Linked DNA regions of Mus musculus: region 1 is linked to region 2. Evidence: chromatin contacts called from public HiChIP or PLAC-seq data. All regions are on one chromosome and are shown on one strand. The core of a region is the stretch at or near the end of the contact, and the rest is flanking DNA. Distances in the headings are between cores, read along the strand shown.

Region 1 (2,891 bases), core at 126-2,625, 420 kb before region 2:
GAGCAAAGTTTGCTGGTACTAGAGACAGGATGAAGGATTATTCTATCAGACTATCCAGTCCTCTTCCCCAAAAGAACCAGAGCTCCTGTTACATACAGGACATTGTGATACCTTTACTGGGGGACCCAGGTTAAGATTTAAGAGACCTCACAGATCATCATCGTGAGAAGGGATGAGCTAAGGCTGTTCCAGCTGGTTACAGTGGCAATGGAACCAGGGTTGCCACCTGCATCAGTGCAATCATGATAAGTGAGCATGTTTGTAATGGGTGTCATGACTCCATTCTGCAAAAGCATTTAGAGGTTTATGGGTCACAGATGCCAAGGAAACTACGTGGCCAATTTGTTCATCCAATAGGATTGGCCTAAAGAAGTATGTTTCCTCTGAGATCAATGGTTTCTTGGAGAAGACTACTTCTTTGCTGCTACTACTAATTCTTGTTGCTGTCAACAAGATCAGTTGAAAGAAAAAAAAATGTGACAATAAATAAAACCCTGATTTTCAAGATCAGGATTATCAGAATACTTTGGGGCCAATCTCAAGACCTACTGGACCAGTTCCTGCATACTCGTGTTTCTTTGTAAACAGATTCACTAAAGTGATAAGCAGAATCAGCTGTACCTTGGTACTTTCAAGAAAACCGTCCAGAAAGCACACTAGTAACTCAACTGCATTACAGATTCTTTCAGCATAATCTCCTACAGTTCATAGCTGCTTGATAATGGGCTCATCCAGGGTTTCAGCTTACAGAGAATGGCAGCGAAATGCTTACACTTGGAGAACTTGCAGAATACGATCCTGATGATAATAACTGCCTCTTGAACAACTTAATTTATACTTTGGTCTGGATTAGATTAAGCAAAGTGCTTACACAGATAGTCTGCTAACTGTCTCAGTGCAATGTCATATTACACAATGGCCTGAACAGCTTTGGAAACAAAATCAAATCCATCTCAGTGGTATGTATTTCTTTAGTTCTGCCAGAACCTGAGCAATGTGCACTCGAGATAGAAGAAGAATCACAATGCGCAACTTCTCTATTTTAACACAGACAGAATCCTTGGTTCTCCAGACAGTGCAGTAACAAGCAAAAGGGAGAACTTCTCCAATAGCCTATTGTGGTAGTTACAGTCTTTGGGTGACGATTCTAGAAATTTCTTTAGAATTTTACTGCTGAGTTGGCATAGTTATCAAGAAGCTACTTCCTGACAGATGCTGAGTTTCTAGGTCATCTTTAGGTGTCTAATTTTATAGACTATCAAGGATGAAAAACAAACAAACAAACAAACAAACAACCTGGCTCCATTCAGTGCACTCATTCAAGGATGTGAGAAGCATGTGGATTTCCTGTTGTTTCCGAGTGAAGAAGTTGCTGATCTCAAACAATGATGCTACAGTATTATTGGTCATCATCACTGGATCTGGATCTGCTATGAGATCCCAAAGAGAATGGAGAAATCCCTCATCTACCATCTGCAGATCAAGATCACGGAATTTTGCCACACAGACTGTTGCCATTTTCTGAACACAGGGATCTTTGCACTTCAAGCATTTATAATCTCTTATCTTGTCCACTTGGATGCCAAGACTCAAATCACAGGACGTGGATCTTCACAAATATGTGGACAGTCATGATGTTCGAGCTTAGGTGACTCTTGGCATAGCTCAGTACATAAAGGCAACCGTTCTAGGGTGCCAGTCTGCATACACTGTATCTGGAAAGAGAAAGCTAACATCTACTTGACAGTCAGTGGCAATCACTATCTTCATATCTTCCTTCTTTTTTTGAGTTTGGCTTTTTATGGGGGGGGGGAACAGTGGTGGTTTGAGACAGGGTCTCTATACATCTCTGGCTGTCTTAGAACTCACTATATAGATCAGGCTGCCCTTAATTCCAGATATTTGCCTGCCTTTGCATCCTCAGTGCTGAGATTAAAAGCCTGTGCCACTATACCTGAGTGAGCTTGGCTTTTGATTTAAAAATGTATCCCTTTCTAACTGGTTATGAAGTACTAGAAATCCGTCATGACTTGGGAGAACATGCACCAGAGGCAAGGGCAAGGAGGCAGGGATAACCAGAGAGGCTAGACAGGGTGACAGCATAACAGGTTCCTTCCCTTTACAATTCTTCCTTATACTATCATTCAATTTATTTTATTTTTGTGATATATTTTTCTAATATCAGGTTTGCTGTACATTTTCCTTCCTTATTTAATTAGAACATTATGCTTCTACAGTTTTTTTGTTTGTTTGGTTGGATTTTTTCTTTTCTTTTTCTTTTTTTTTTTTTTGGTTTTTCGAGACAGGGTTTCCTCTGTGTAGCCCTGGCTGTCCTGGAACTCACTCTGTAGACCAGGCTGGCCTCGAACTCAGAAATCCGCCTGCCTCTGCCTCCCAAGTGCTGCGATTGAAGGCGTGCAACTACCACACTCCAGCTGCTTCTACAGTTTTAAGAATGTAAAAATTGATTAAATATCAGTTATATGTAGCATCAAAACTTAACCTTAGTTACCAAAGTTTCCTACATTTGTTTCTTTTACTGTATTCAGCTTCCACTTTGTTAGAAAACGTCTTCATTGATCTTCAATATATAATATGTAGTTCATAGAAAACTTATCCATTAAAACCCCCACTGTTCCACGCTCTCTATAGAGTTCTTGTTACATAATACAATAAAACTATAAGTTTGCACTTCTTTCTTTTTCTCTCTCTCATTTTTGAATCACTGCTTCTTAAATGATTTTAGTTTAAACTTTTTCTTTCATAAAAGTTTCTCTTATATAACTTCTCTAAGTTTTATAATTAATATATTATCTTTGTTTCTTTTTCAATTTCTATATACTCTTGTTTGTTAATTTGTGCCAGCAAATTTATTTCCAGACCCTGGCTGG
Region 2 (2,700 bases), core at 193-2,692:
CCTGGAGACCTGGGCTCAACCCACGCCTGGAAACCACAGAAGGGGCAGGAGGGAGCAAATGCCACAAAGGGGTTCCCTGGCGTCCGCACAGTGGCACAACACACACACACACACACACACACACACACACACACACACATGCACACACCCTCCACACACATACAAAAGTAAAAATTTGAAAGAGAGCAACAGTATGTATTTCTGCTGCTAACTTGTCAGGTCTTGGAAAGTATCTATGTCAAACAAAACAAAAAACAAACACCCTGACAGACTTGGCTCAGCTCAAGGAAGACTATAGGAGGATTATTGGTGGTTAGATAAAAGCCAGCTTTCCTCAGGAACTTGTGAAATGGGATTCCCTCTGCCAAAAGGAGTCGTGTCCCTTGCCTCTGGCAGAGGGGACATGTGGCTGTCCATTGATACATACCCATGGCTGCAGATCAAAGTCTATGCTGGCCTCCAGGTTTCCTCAGACCCTACTTACACCCCAAAGCCCAGGTTAGCACCCTGGCCCTTGCCACTCCTCCCCCACTTTGCTAACTCCCAGGCTGCCTCCATTCACAGGCTTCCTTCCTCCCAGAAACCAGCCAGCTCTCTATAAGACTTTTTCCCCTTTCCCTCGTATGCTATTCTATACCATACTCCTTGCTACTCTGGCTAGTCTCAAGACTATTCTATGACACACACACACACACACACACACACACACACACACACACACACACACACACCTTTCTCTCTGCTCCCAATAGTGCTGGCCATGTCCAATCTGCTTATTTCTCCCTCTGCTCTGGACTCTTCCAGGTGCCTCTGGATGTTCTCTCTGTCTCTGTCTCTGTCTCTCTGTCTCTGGGCCCCCCACCCCGCCCCCTTGCCCCCCTGCCCCATTCACAATAAAATCTTCCCCCAATCGTGGAGCGGCCAGTTTGGCGGCTTCCTTACTGTGTCATCGCTCACAGTACTCATTTGTGTTGGGCTTATTGACACACTCGTTTTATCATTGGAAAATGCCAGCAATTGCCAAGAGGTCAGTCACAGGCCGATTTCTCCTCCACCAGTCCCTGTCTCCAGACACCACTTGCATCCACCTGCAGGCCTGTAATTGCCTCTCTGGGCTCTCCATCGATTGCTTCCCACACGTTACTGTCCCCTGTCACGTCAAGCGCCCGTTTCCCGCACTTTACTGTCTAGTCAAGGTTTCTTGCGAAACTTTCCGTTTTACTGAGGAGTTGCAATGCCGATGATATCTCTCCTCTGTGATACTCCTCCCTTTCTCTTTAAAATAGGCGTCTTGTTTTCCGTGGGCCTATTTCCTTCTTTGGCCTGTGTGACTTTTCTGGGGATGCGGATCTTTTTCCTTTGAATCCGGCCTGACCTGATCCGGTGGCCCAATTCTACCGCCCACCCGGCGGGAAGCGACTTCATTGCGTCTACCGGTGTCTGGTGCCACCTTGTGGCGAATTCTGAAAAAAAAAATCCATTTGTTCCCACTAGAGAGGAAGCTCCGTGGGCTTCCCGATGAGAGAAAGGGAAAAGCCCAGGCTAGTTTTCCTGGAACCAAGGCTCAGTTGGAGAAAGTCCCCAGGCTTAGACCGGAACATAGAGTTTCTCCATTGTCACTTGCAAGTTTAGCTGCCACCATGTCCTCTCTCTCTGCATTCACTGACACCAGAGCATGTGCCCAGTGGTCCCTTTTCTCTGCCTCTGCTCTACTCTGCAAGCCACTCACCTTTATCCCAGTCGTCCACCCCCCCCCCCCCCCCCGATCATTCAATCTAAAGCATTGTGCATAGTTGGTGAAGTCAGAGCAACATCCCTGTTGACCCAAACTGTAGGTTTGGTTTTGGTTTTCCGGCTCCTGGGACCCTGGTGATTCCTTGCCAGAGTGGGAGGCTCACAAAGAAGATGCAATGTTCACTCCTTGCATCCCTTAGCGAGCAATCGGCAGCCCTGGGAGAGGCCGGAAACTGATCCACACAGAAGAGAACCTGAACAGAAGCCCTCCAGGGACCCGAAATAGCACGAGGTAGCTCTTACCTTTACTCTGCTACCTGAACTGCTCACCTACCACACACTACAGGCCTCGAGATTGCCTAGGGACCTTCAGCAAGTTTTTCATACTTGCTCATCCTAAGGTCGTGCCTGCAGCCGCAGCTGCACAAGGCCCCCCACCCCAGATCAATTTGTCCAAAGTTCAAGGATACTTTTAAGTTTACTTTGAGATCATAAATAAAGCTCCTAGAGAATGCTGAGTCGGGACTTTGGGGGCTCCGTAATTGATTTCAGGGGACAATTTGGGATTCTCTAGGAACAGTGCGCAGCCAGAATGCCACTGTGATTACAAATACTGTCATCTTGCTGGGCAGTGGTGGCGCACGCCTTTAATCCCAACACCTTGGGGGGGGGGGGCAAAGACAGGTGGATTTCTGAGTTTGAGGCCAGCCTGGTCTACAGAGTGAGTTCCAGGACAGCCAAGGCTATACAGAGAAACCCTGTCTCAAAAACAAAACAAAACAAAACAAACAAACAAACAAACAAACACTGTCATCTCAGGCCAGGTGTCCTGGCCCGCGTCTTTAACCCTGTCTGGAAAACAAAACAAAACAAAAACAAAACAAAATAAAACAAAACCAACCAACCGAACAAAAAGAAATAACTGTCATCACTCACAAGAACACACAAGATCAGAAACTGTAGCAT

The links. HiChIP or PLAC-seq counts read pairs in DNA pulled down with a chosen protein or histone mark.
Region 1: a contact with region 2 is called in an H3K4me3 HiChIP or PLAC-seq map of microglia, with 5 times the contacts expected there. The contact joins two enhancer-like sites. A contact is called at or near these places in 1 of 484 Hi-C or Micro-C datasets (bone marrow-derived macrophages), 5 of 115 datasets of contacts at active chromatin or transcription factors (acute myeloid leukemia, bone marrow-derived macrophages, embryonic stem cells and 2 more) and 1 of 9 other capture datasets (adipose tissue).

Annotation. Positions count from the first base shown.
Region 1 is chr9:100,874,360-100,877,250 of GRCm38.p6, reverse strand. The region is part of intron 14 of Stag1 (stromal antigen 1); the gene reads right to left. It also overlaps the pseudogene Gm3081. Among named protein-coding and RNA genes, the nearest start is that of Pccb, 160 kb to the left of the region's middle. Within about 2 kb of position 1,375, at least 1 of the 459 cell types and tissues checked has an H3K27ac peak or open chromatin away from gene starts, as enhancers often do. A contact at or near this core is called in microglia, where this site is marked.
Region 2 is chr9:100,453,118-100,455,817 of GRCm38.p6, reverse strand. No RefSeq gene overlaps it. Among named protein-coding and RNA genes, the nearest start is that of Gm28166, 4.5 kb to the right of the region's middle. Within about 2 kb of position 1,442, at least 100 of the 459 cell types and tissues checked have an H3K27ac peak or open chromatin away from gene starts, as enhancers often do. A contact at or near this core is called in microglia, where this site is marked.